Linked DNA regions of Mus musculus: region 1 is linked to region 2. A link is a contact called in public Micro-C data. All regions are on one chromosome and are shown on one strand. Each heading gives the region's core, a stretch centred on a gene start, on an enhancer-like site or on the middle of the called end of the contact. The rest is flanking DNA. Distances are from core to core; before and after follow the strand shown. Region 1 has its middle 23 kb from the start of Gm39660. Region 2 holds the start of 4933417E11Rik (RIKEN cDNA 4933417E11 gene).

Region 1 (6,325 bases), core at 2,145-4,644, 240 kb after region 2:
TTTAACAAAACTTTAGCACTCCCATCCTTCTAGAAATTGAAGGTGATGCCCACCTATCACTAGGTTACATGGGGGAAGCACATCTTACAAATGGCTCTGTAGCACCATTAGCCACATCAACACATAGCAACAGAGGTGATCCAAGCCCCGAGTGCAGAAGGGAAGCAATTCAACATAGTTTGCCATGTGATACCATTTTGTAGAATATAAAACTCATACTTAATAAAGCATCATACTTTATCACAGATATGTAAGAATCTGGTTTATAAACCAAAATACACAAATGGTGGAGGGAGCTTTGGGGAGAGCAGAAAGTAGAATGAAGATTGGAGAAAAAGGAAGAGTAATATTATAAAAAATTTGAAGCCTGGAGTGGTGGTGCACGCCTTTAATCCCAGCACTTGGGAGGCAGAGGCAGGCGGATTTCTGAGTTCGAGGCCAGCCTGGTCTACAAAGTGAGTTCCAGGGCAGCCAGGGCTACAGAGAAACCCTGTCTTGAAAAACCAAATAAATAAATAAATAAATAATTTGAAGAGAAGAAATTTGAGAAATGACACAATCAGCTCAATGATGCTTTTAAAATCTGTTGTTAAGAGGAAGTGTACTCTAAGGCCACTAAGGCTACTAACTATATGAGCCATAAAAACAGGCAAAGTGAATGACTACATGGCCAATTATTATGATAGTTATAATTTGGGGTTAGGCTGGGGGTATTTAACTATGAAAGTTTAGTTAATTAAATTAGGATAGTAATTTTCAGTGACGAGAATATAAATTGTTTGATCACAAACCAACATTTCTAGAGTTTACCAAGGAAAGCGGTTGTCTGCCTGCAGCATGGTATAAATTTCTTTTTTCTTAAGTTTTTACATTTATTTATTTATTTGTTTTGTTTTGTTTTTCGAGACAGGGTTTCTCTGTGTAGCCCTGGCTGTCCTGGAACTCACTTTGTAGACCAGGCTGGCCTCAAACTCAGAAATTCGCCTGCCTCTGCCTCCCAAGTGCTGGGATTAAAGGCGTGCGCCACCACCGTCTGGCCACGTTATATTTTTAATGTATTTATTTTGTGAGCAAGTGTGGGTGCCACCAGGCCCATGGAGAGGTCAGAGGTCAACTTTAGAGAGTTGGTTCTTTCCAGCCACCACCACATAGATTCATATATCCCTAGGATGGCACCCATCTCTTCTGGTCTGTTGCAAGCATCCTTACACAGTGAGCCATTCTGCCAGCCCATGAACTTCTTTATTACCGTCTGCTTTGGTGAGATGTCCTGACGTAGCATCACATATCAAAACATGGCACCAGACCCAGACACATCCCATGACATCATATAGATTTTTCTAGATCTAGACATGAAAATTAATAGGCAGAAACCTGACGGGGACTTAAATGTCAGCTTCAATTAGGGGAAAGTAAGGCATGACCAAAATACAGATATATTTTAATTTCTGCAAAACTAACTCTCAGTGTGAAAATACTACCAGTCGCTGCTAACAGGAGCATAAGCCAGTAGTTAAACTAGCCAATCTCTAACTCGTGCCTTTCAGAATCTTTGGGACATGCTGTTTAGTGATACAAACTCCTAAAACTTCAAAGGATACCATGGCTTTCTGGCTTAAGGGTTTTTGATTGTGAGAACAAGTCACAGCTTTTATCTATTCCAACATGAAAAGTAGAGAAAGATGCTTTCTTGTAGAAGCAGAGCTGAAGTTTTTCAGCTGGTTGCTGCACTTTTCTGTGGGTTTCAGTGTTGTCAAACAGAGAGAGCACTTGCGGATTTCCCCCCTAGTTCTTTCTAATCATTTCAGCTCCGTTTTCTTCAAACCCACAAGCATATGCAACAACAATGTCTACAAACCCAGCCTCAGCACCGCGTGGGAAGAGACTGTGCTGGCAGAGACCATTTCCAGGTCAATGTACTTCCCTCTCATTCTCTTCTTCACATCACTGCCATGTGTGTTGACATTCCACCCATCTGCTTCTTCACTTAAACCTCTCTATTGAGGAGGCTGGAGAGAAGGCTCGGAAGTTAAGAGTGCATGCTGCTCTTGCAGGAGACCGGAGTTAAAGTCCCAGCACCAGTGTCTGACAGCTCCCAACACCTGTGACTCCAACTCCAGGGGAATATGACACCTGTGGCCTCCTCAAACACCTGTGTTCATGTGTACTTTCGTGCACCAGCGCGCACACACAAGTTTTTTTTTTTTTTTAAACTTTAAAATTTCTTGGGCTGATGAGGCAGTTCCGAGTGTAAGGGCACTTGACTCCAAGCCTGATGACCTAGGTTTGACCCCTGAGACCCACATAGAAGAAGGAGAGAACCAACTCCTGAAAGCTGTCCTCTGACCTCCATATGTATGCTGTGGTACACATGCCCATATCCACATGCACGCACATGTATGTGCTCATACACAATAAACACATGTAATACAATTTTTATCAATACGTGTTGGTCATAGACATCAGTGGGGTATCGTGTGGCATTGGGTTCATTCTGACCGTTGCCTTCCAAGCACATCCCTCCCTTCTCCTCAGAGAAGACAGTGTATGCGTCAGTCGGCTTTAAACGGCAAGTCACCTTATGAGAACTTCTGCAAGCCTATTCACACAGGCTGAGACAAATACCATCTACTTAAAATTTGCAGAAGATTTAGTTTGAGAGGTTAAGAGTAAGTTATTGCATTGATAGTATATTTTATTTCTACATAAGGTGGGCTGATTAATGTCCTGAGAAGTAACTGCCTTTCTAAGGAGTGTCTGGGTTTTCAAAGAAGGCAGGACCTCTGCCCCTAAGGAATGGCAAATTCCAGACTCTGCAGGTATAAAGGTTGGCTTTAGCTAGGAGGGATGGGGAAAGGTGGGGATCATCCAGGAATCGCCACCTAAAGTGCCGCATGCCACACAGAACTGGCTGCCACTCAGCTCAGCCCAGGGTCTACAAATATTGACTTGGCCTTCGAGAAAATGCCCCTAAAATAAGTTGTGACCATACAAATTCTAATCCTGAGTGTGTTGACAAGTTTCCTGGACTTGTCAACAGTTAATCCTATATCAAACAGTTAATACTTTGTTTTACATTCCTGTATTGTCAGGTTTTACAGCATGGGGACTCTGCAGTTCTAAACATACTGGTAGACATGAACGACATGTGGAAGGTGCTTTTAGACAGTATGGGTATGTACTTTACAGCTTTAACTAGAAGGCCCCACTGTGATTTTACATCTCTTGATTGTTGTTAACGATGACTAAAAGTGTTTGTGTTTCGGGATCTCACTGGAAATAGCAAGCTATGAATGACTGGCCTCCATCCAGACTTTGGGAACAATCACACACTTTGACTCACTGGGATCCTATTTCACCCAGTCTGGATTTCAAGCTATAAATCCAGGCTAGTTGTCTTAACCCAGAATGTTATGTCACCATATTTGGGCAAGGACTAGAGTGGGTCTAACATATGCCTCTAGACTAGCTCTTTACACTGAAAAGCAAAACACTTTTCTCCTTTCTACAGAACCTTAAATCAACATAGTGTACATGACATAAGTGAGTTAATTTTTTTATGCAATCACTTGTTTGTTTGGGAGTGGGGACTTAAAAAATAACAATGTATTGCAAGCTGTGTGTTGCTCTCTCCTAACTGATGTTCTTAGAAATGACCCAACATCTCTAGCTAGAATCTGGAATGGAAATGAGCAGCTACTTTGAGAGTGAGTTAAATGATAAAAATTATACCATATTTCTGCTTAGTATCCTACTAACATGTGAGTCTCACTGTTAGGGCAAGACCCAAAGATGCAAAAGAAACCATCTTTCCCAGGAAATGCAAGGAGAAGTCCCTTTTTGTGGCTGCGACCCACAGATAGTCTTCCTTGCATCTCTTCCAGTATGAGCAGAATTTTTAAAGCCCATCACTTAATGAATATTAAATGTTCAAGCTTCTCAACTGAGTACCGGGGAAGAGAGATTGGGATGAGATAAGGATGCCTATCCTTGAGGAGTTCAGTCAAGTGGCAGTGACTAATGCTAAATTAATATTATCATTTTCTTAAACATCTACTTAAAATCCAGTTAACACAAGAGACAGTGGGTGGGAATCTTAGACTCTTAGAAATCATATATGATAGAAGACTGTAGTTTGATTGGAGGTTCAGGGAAGACATTGGACTTAAGCGGAGAGCCACGAGGTCAAAGCTGGTGAGTACTGGGGAGGTAGGAGGGGTGAGACTGGTGACCTGGGCAAGCACAAGATATTAAGGACTTTACAGTTACAGATATTACAACAATCAGGGCATGAAAGAGGGGTACGACCTGACCTTTGATGGCTGGGCTACAACATGAGACAGAGAACTAGAAGGTTCCATTGAAGATGTGAAAGGCTACTAAGTAAATTAATACCATAGGTTAAGCAGGAGATAGAGACGGCTGGGATACAGGGATGTAAAGAGAACACAGTTGGGTATGGAGTGTGTTCAGGAGCATCTGTTTAGGGCAGGACGATGGATCAGGGAAACACAAGGAACATTCATGGTTATCCAAGAGTATTTGAGAGAATGGCTTTCTCCTTTGAACTTGAATGAGAAATTTGGTGGAGTGGAGTGAGAAGAGTTAATTTTGAAAAGGTGAGAAGACAGGTAAGGCGAAAAGCCCGACCCTGAAAAGCTGCGGCCTCGGAATCCATGAAGTCCTGGGATAGAGTTCCAGGTGGGGCTCACTAACTTGAGCACTTTAAGTTCATGGTATAAAATCTAAGTGCTGCCTTTGGATACCTTCTACCCTTCTAGGGGAGCACACTCAGCCAGGGAGATCTTTCCTGTGGGGGAAAATGTGAACCACTATGGACTTAAGAGGTTTGAAGTTGACTCTTCTCTGAGCACTTCGTTGCTTCTTTCCTGAGGGCCTTCCCACCCCTGGGCTGGGTTTTTTTAGTATCTTTAAGAGTCTGACTTACCAGGTGGTGGTGGCGCACACCTTTATTCCCAGCACTTGGGAGGCAGAGGCAGGCAGATTTCTGAGTTCGAGGCCAGCCTGGTCTACAGAGTGAGTTCCAGGACTGCCAGGGCTACACAGAGAAACCCTGTCTCGGAAAAAAGAAAAAGAAAGAGTCTCCCTTCCCAGCTCCAGGCAGTCTTTTGGGTCTGACCAAAGCAGATCCATGCTCTATCCTCTCCTGGGAGTTCCACTTCTGTCTCATGGATGCCCTAGTCTGTTTGGCCTGCCATGACATACTACCATAGAATGAATTGTTTGAATAACACAAATGTATTTCTTCATAGTTCTAAAAGTATGTGTCTGAGATCAGAGCGCCGCCACAGTGGTGAGAGCTCCCTTCTCACCTAACTAGACAGCTTCCTGTTTTCTGCGTCCTCACAAAGCTGAGGAGTTCTTTCTTTTCTATAGGATTAGGATTCTGCCCTGTTGATCGCATTATCATTTAAAAACCTACTAAAGTCCCCATCTCCTGAGATCATGACATATGAATTTTATGCAGACAGTAGTCATTCTATAGACATAGAGAACACTGGTACAGTTGGCCACCTCTCCTGACTCCAACAGTGGAAAGCCAAGATATGAAAGCAGCTGAAAGTCTGCTAGGCTCCTGAAGAGACTTGCATATTCCCCATTTTGAGTCTCCTAATTCCCAAAAGAAATTCAGCACATACAAAATTATAATAAGATCTTTTGGGTTTTTTTTTTGTTTTTTTGTTTTTTTTTTTTTTTTTTTTTTTTTTTAGCCTTACAAACTACAGCATATGACTGTAAGGTATGTTCTAACTTGTGTTGACAATGATTATGAAAATGTTTAAGGGGCTGGACAGATGGCTCTGGTGTGTCTGAAGACAGTGACAGTGTACTTACATATATACAATATTTTTTTAATTATTAAATCTAGTGTTAGGATTTTGCAGAGCTGGATATTGGAATTGTTTAAGGGTCTTTAACTCAGTGTAACTTTGTGGTAAGTATTTAGTTAGACAATATCCATGAAGACAATGAATTGAGAGAACTTTGACCCAGTTCTTAGAACTTATCTTTCAGCAGTAGTTTTCCATGGGTGCAAAGCCATGTACAGAAAAAGGTTTTTACTGCTACAGTGCTTTTTGTAATACCAAGAAGGAAAGAAGGAAGAGGAGGAGGAAGAGGAGGAGGAGGAGGAGAAATAGAAGGAAAGGAGGAGGAGGAGAAGAAGAAGAAGAAGAAGAAGAAGAAGAAGAAGAAGAAGAAGAAGAAGAAGAAGAGGAGGAGGAGGAGGAGGAGAAGATAAGAGAAGAGGAGGAGGAGGAAAAGAAGAAGGGAGAGAGAGAGAGAGAGAGAGAGAGAGAGAGAG
Region 2 (6,403 bases), core at 1,098-3,597:
CCCGCTGGAGCCACCGAGAAGGCTGCCGAGTAGGGTCTATGTTACTGTTCTTATGTTACAGGTTACAGGAGACCACGAGTCTCAGAGTCACCGTAAAGCTGGGGAGAGTAAGAGCTTGTACTCAAGAAAGATTTCATTTTCTATTAAACTCCCGACAGGATTACCCGGAAGACAAATATGTCTCCTAAATTTCAACCCTGGGTGAACCTCTTGGTTTTCTTCTATTTCTTTCTTTTTTAAAAAAAATTTTATTTCTTAAAAATATTTAATAATCACTTCTACAGGAAAAGAAAATGGTGTGTGCATTGAAAGTGGGGGAGACCCCAAGCTTATCTTTCTGTGAGTTTACACCCTCCCAAGTGAAGATTTCCTTTACTGGTAAATCCAGTGAGTTTTATAGCATTCTCAACTCTGGCTCATGCTTTGAATACCAAGGCTTGCACTGCTGAGATCTGTTCCACTATGGTTAATTTAGCTCCCTGGGAGGGTAGGGCCCAACTTCTCCAAGGACTACTAATACACACGCCAGTGCAGAGCTGCAGGGCTGTGTAAGTTTCAAGCCCAAGATCCTCTAGCGGTCTCATCACTGGAATACAAGGAAGAAAGAAATCCATTGTAGTATATAGGACAGCTTCATGTCAGTGTGGGGGCTGGGCTTGAGGGCATGTGAGTGTTCCTAAGTGCCTTTGGATAGCAGAGAAGAGAGTGTCACGGACGACCAGAGCAACGAGCGCCCGACAAAGCACTGTCAGTGAGAACTTCCAGGAAGCAGAGAAGAGGACATGCCCTGAGTCCTTTCTGAAAAGGACAGGATGGATATACAGTTGAATGTGCAGAGAGCACCATCATCACAATAGAAGGGACTACACCAGTGACCCCAAGCTTGCCTACTTCTGTTGTGCTGTGGGAATCAGGCATGCCATGTTTATCTGCTAGGAGGTTTTGCCTCCTCTGGGACCAGCAGGAAGGCAGTGTTATCTTCATTGTTTCCCACATCCAGCCCTAGAAAGTTTACAGAAGTTGGCTCTGGATTGACAGTGAAAAGGACAGGCCAAGATTGCAGATTCCCTCAATTTACATGACACAATAAATGAATGACTTCTCCATTGACAGATACCACTGTGGGGCCCACAGTGACAGAGTAACACAGCAAGATGAAAAAAGAGAAAGGAAATAAGAGACTTGGTATCTTAAAAATATCAAATTATTTTAATGCTAAATGGGCACTAAGAGGATCTGAACGGATACATAATTTATGTAAATCTATGTAAACGCAGGTACCAATTACAAGGAAAAGGATTGGGTGGCATTCCTAAAGGACCGGCCATGCTCTAAGCTGTCACCTGCCAGTCTGCTTCTCCCCGGGAGTTAGATTCACACCAGATGGCAGCAGTTAGAAATGAAGAAACCTGCTTCCTTGATCCTTCACCTTCCTGTCTAATTTACGCATCTGTGAACTTTGAAGTGCTAACACTGTTTTGGTTAGCGCTCAAGGACCCATTTAGGGATTGCAACAGGATGCTGGTTCTAGAGAGAGTGATTCCTGAGCGTGCATGCAGATTTTGCTAGGATCCTATACGGCATGTGAAGGTATTGTATGTAAGCTGTTTTGACCTTACAAGACAGGTTTTTATTCATTGCTGGGAAAACAGGAAAACCAAACACATTGCAAATCAGAAATCTCATTTTTTTTCTGAATCGACACATTGCAAATGTGCAGCTGAGCACATAGACACAGGCACGTGCACATCTCATTACTTCTGATGGAGCTGGTACGATGTCTCCGGTGAACTGCACTTCTGCCCCGATCACACACATGGTGTTCACTGGAGCTCTTTCCTCCATAAGAGTGTTCCCTAGATTACTAAGTCAGCACCATTATCCAAATAGACATCTGCTCTATTTTCTCGTTCATAATGATAATGACTAGCTGGGGTCACAAAGAATAGGCTTAATACATAGCCGCCAAATGGAAAATTTGAGGAAAGTGGAAGCTTCAGGAAAAAAAAAAAGTGTAATCGTGTTTTCCTATTCACTCAAAAACAACAAAAACACAGAACCAACTCACAAGCAAGCAAATGAAAAACAATACTGTCTTACACTAGTCATTGCGTTTCATTAGAATTTTCAGGGCTCCAGACCTAGGATTTAGAGGTCACGTGTTAAAGATTAGGAGAAGAGTTAAATGCTCAAAACCCACGGACTTCCAAGGGCCACTTGAAGCTTGCAGCCCGTCTAGGAGTTCCATCTTACTGGACCACCTCTGAGGAGATGTGGTACACTAGTGGGCAGTTGGTTCTGTTGGAGATCTGAGGAGCAGCCCCCCCCCCCCAATGCTAAGTCTTCAGTCCTGCATACTGGGAAGGGTGGGATGCAGGAATGGAGTCCAGAGGCTCTGGCTGCAACCCACCATGGTTCTGGCACTAAGCAAGAGCTGACCTTTCCTAAGTCAATATTGGAAACTCCCCTCCAGGAGAGTCCTGTGGTGTGAGGTCTGAGCACACACTGAAACCTCCGCGGAGATCCACAGGTGAATCATCTGATGGGGAGTGGAAGTGTTTCTAGGAACAGTCCCGCAGTTCCCGTTCTGCTTGTTAAGCTCCAAGCTTTCCAAATACTGCCAAGTATTGGGAGTTGTATTGAACTCCAGAATGTAACTGGATCTCAGAGTCCAAGTCTATGCACAGATCTTGTACATCTCATCTCTGAGAGATGAGATAATTAACTTATTTTTTTTTTTCTTGGTACTGGTACTTAATTTCTTTTGTACTTTAGGCCATGAATTCACATGCAATGGGCTCCAACAGCTCAGGTTCTTTTCCATTAGTCCTCACAAAGTGTGCTTCTCTGTATGGAGCAGGCTGGCGCTTCAGCTGCACCCAGGTGCCCTTCTCTTTGGCTTCCTTTTTCTTCTGATCATTCTCCTTCACCCGCTTCAGGAAGCTGTCTCTGCTCTTTGAGTGCTTGATGTACTCAGTCCGCACATTGATCCTCTTGGCCAGAATTTTGCCCTTAACCTGCTTGTTTACAATGATGCCCACGGCATGCTGGGTGACATTGTAGACTCTTCCAGTTTTGCCGTGGTAGCAGTTATGGGGCATTCCTTTTTGAACAGTGCCTATTCCCTTGATGTCTACAATATCACCCTTCTTGTAGATTCGCATGTATGTGGCCAAAGGAACAACGCCATGTTTCCTAAAAGACCTAGAGAACATATATTGGGTGCCTCTCCTCTTTCCCTTTGTGTTCGTCATTTTGGCGAGTTACTGGACGATGGCTGCGGCCGAGATAATTCACTTTTATGAACTTCATTTTAAGATAAAAGGAACAATCTTGAGAGCCCACGTGCTCTGTACATGAGATAAATAAACCCCCAAACAAACCCAGCTTGGTGAGCTCACGAGTGGGAGGGGGCAGAGGGGGCGGGGCTGTGAGGTCTTCTTTCTCAGTTTCTATATTCCAGTATGAAGCTGGAATGGGTCCTTGCATCGGAGGAGGGAGGAGTTCACTGGTTTTGAGCTTTTTCTCAGCTTGCCTTTTGGAGGAGCACTTGACATTCCTTCACTCTTTCCGAATCCCTGATGCGTTGTCTGGGCTTTGTTTTCTAAGGGTATAATTTCTTGGATGAGACAAATGTCTTCATTTTGTACATTGTGGTTGGTTGACACTGAGTGAAAACGAGAGTGTAAATCACCTACTCCAATTACGGGGCTGAAGACCAGGAAGTGCTTTGTAGTCATTAAGTGCTCTACCAATTTTTAAGGATAATGCATTTTTCATGTCAGTTTTATACCCGAAATTTATGTCAGTTAGCTACAAATATGCTTTGCTTTGAAATTCTCTGAGGCTTAGCCAGAGTTGATGAGACCTCAGAAGCTATAATAAAAGTCCAAAATGCCTTCACATAGCTTTCTTAACTCTATATGTCTGGCTTCCTCCGGATGCTGGTCCATTGATGGTAGCCCACTCCTCCTTATGTCTGTCAGCGGAGGTGGTACACTGGCTGGAAACTATTTTGCTATAAGCAATAAAAGAACTTGAGAATGTCTTAAATAAATTAGAGTTGGTTTTTCTCATATCATCAAAGGTCTGGAGGTTTTAATAGTTTTCTGATTGGCTCATTAGCTCAGTATCGCCAGGGCTGATGTCTCTGAGTCCCTTAGCTCTTCTGTCTTCCTTGCAATATGGTGTCTGCAGAACAGCGTAAACATTGGACCCTCTGTGTGAAAGGAGAAGGTGACGCCTTCTGGTTTTTGTTTTTAGTATCATTTAACCCCCCCCCCCTTTTGTGTGTCTCTGTGTAGGCATGCATATGCCACAGTGAGCATGTGTGTGTGTGTGTGTGTGTGTGTGTGTGTGTGGTCAGAGGACAGCGTTTTTTGAGTTGATTCTCTCCTTCCACTTCATCAGGTCTAGAGAGTAACTGCAGCTCACTGTGCTTGGCAGCTGGCGCCCTTATCTACTGAATCTTCTTGCCAGGCCCAGTGTTCTGGTTTTAAGAGAGGATCTTTACATCTTGATTTTCTTCCATTGAAAAGTAGAATTTAAATCCCCCAACCCTTCAACCCTGAGCATGCGTTTACGACCGCTTCAATCAATAGGACAGAGCAGAAATAAACAGCACGTCACTTTCCAGGCTAGACCATGAAATACCAAGCAGCTTCTGGAATGTTCTTATGAGGCACCCACTTTCTGGGGGGCTCCGGCTGGGTGCTCCCACTGAAAGTCTTCTCTTGGATTTTTCCTTTGAAAGTCCACACCAGCCACCCACGAGAAAGATGGAGAGGCTCCTAAAAGAGTCTCTAAAAATGGAAGACATCTGTGGAGTTCAGGAGCATGAGTCAGCACTGTGGATAATTGCTGTGTATTAAGAGCTCAGCAGAGCCTGCTGACCACACGGTGCACAGCAAGATGTTCTTAGCCCTGTGTTTACTCTCAGACTGTACATATTTTTTCAATCAGCCAGAGAGGCTTAGCTCTGCTTTCCGAAGCTGCATTTTGCTGTTCAGAGGACAGCTGGGCCTTCTCAGAGAGCATTCAGGCAAGCTGCATACTCTTTCCCTTTTCCTGTTGCATTCTTTGCAAGAGAAGAATGGGTTGGCAGTCTCATACTTTCTTACTGCTGAGAGTCCATTTTATAATGTCCTACTTTGTTGTGCCCATTAAGTGTTCTTGAACCTCAAAAGACAGCCAAGGAGCCAACTCTGATGCAAGCCAATTCTGATCATTTAAGGTTGAGCTTGGGCTACACTGCCATCTCTGATGCAGCAGGATGGGAGGGAGAAGCCCTGAGCTTTCAGTGGGACAAGGTTTTATAGGAAATGGTGAGCAAGTAAGCAAGTGAGGGGGGTTCTAGGCTGGCACATATCTTATTGGGGGGCTATTAAGGAATTTTGTTGTCCTTTAACATAACTGACTTGTGCTAGAGCCAAACCATAAACTTAACTTCTGCTTTCCTCCTGATTGGTGGTTATTAAGAAGTGAAGTGCCAGGGGCAGCCTTGTAACCTGTATGCACAGGTTTGATGGGGAGTAACCTGGAAACTGGTGCTAGAGAGTTCAACCTTAGGTCAGGTTCTCTAAGATGGAGTCTGAACCCAAGATCTGGTCTTTCAATATCTAGAATGCCTTGTGTGTGTGTGTTCATATATGTGTGTGTGGGGTGCATGTATGTATGTCTGTGTATTTGTGTATTGTCAATGCCTTTCTTTCTCTTTTGAAATATACTGTTTTCTCTTGAAAACATCATTAGCTCTCCTCTGGCAGCTACTAGTCACTATTTGATTTCTACCTTCACTTTTGGCCCTGTTTTCACTTTTTACTGTTGTAGAAAGACCTGTTGTTGCCCCCACTACATTTGTATTTAGTTTACCCTTTTTTCCCCAGTGCCTAGAATACAAGGAGACTCAAGTCTGCTCAGTGTGAGTGAACAAACAGTTGAATGAGTAAAGGTTTACATGGAAGATCGCACAAACCCCAGTTGAAGTTTATAACTGCAAATAAACAATGGTGCACAACAGGTCACAGGTCTGAATGCCAGTTTACTTCCTTTCCGTCATGAAATGACATGTCACAAGTCTTTTGTGAACTTGCTCATGTACTCGTTTATTTGACAGTATTTGCTGAGTGTCTGCTTTGCTCTGGCTTCTGGGCATTTCTGGGGAGAAAGCCTTTATGATGCTGTGGTGGAAGTGGTCAGGCAGGCTATGGGAGTGGAGAGTGACAGAGACCATGGGGAGGTGTTGTTTTGCTCTCACTTTTCCTATCCCAGTTTAGTGCCAGGGAATCCCAGAGGTGGTCTTGCTAGTGGGTACATTTAAACAAACATTTCTTTTACTTTTGAGATAATATAATTACGTAATTTCCACCTTTTTCCTCTTTTCAAACCCTCCCATTTATTCCTT

Evidence for each region. Hi-C and Micro-C count contacts between places; a contact is called where the count stands out from the background.
Region 1: a contact with region 2 is called in a Micro-C map of embryonic fibroblasts, with 2.3 times the contacts expected there. The contact joins the enhancer-like site here to the promoter of 4933417E11Rik in region 2. A contact is called at or near these places in 10 of 39 promoter capture datasets (the 3T3-L1 cell line, 3T3-L1-derived adipocytes, HPC-7-derived erythroid cells and 7 more), 1 of 15 datasets of contacts at CTCF or cohesin (the NIH/3T3 cell line), 2 of 484 Hi-C or Micro-C datasets (the C2C12 cell line and embryonic fibroblasts), 2 of 115 datasets of contacts at active chromatin or transcription factors (the NIH/3T3 cell line and fibro-adipogenic progenitors) and 1 of 9 other capture datasets (embryonic stem cells).

The regions. Positions count from the first base shown.
Region 1 is chr1:71,760,775-71,767,099 of GRCm38.p6, reverse strand. No RefSeq gene overlaps it. Among named protein-coding and RNA genes, the nearest start is that of Gm39660, 23 kb to the right of the region's middle. Within about 2 kb of position 3,394, at least 45 of the 459 cell types and tissues checked have an H3K27ac peak or open chromatin away from gene starts, as enhancers often do. A contact at or near this core is called in the C2C12 cell line, the NIH/3T3 cell line and embryonic fibroblasts, where this site is marked.
Region 2 is chr1:72,001,139-72,007,541 of GRCm38.p6, reverse strand. 4933417E11Rik (RIKEN cDNA 4933417E11 gene) reads left to right here and starts at 2,347. Exons shown (of 3, transcript NR_040454.1): 1 at 2,347-2,530. It also overlaps the pseudogene Gm5528.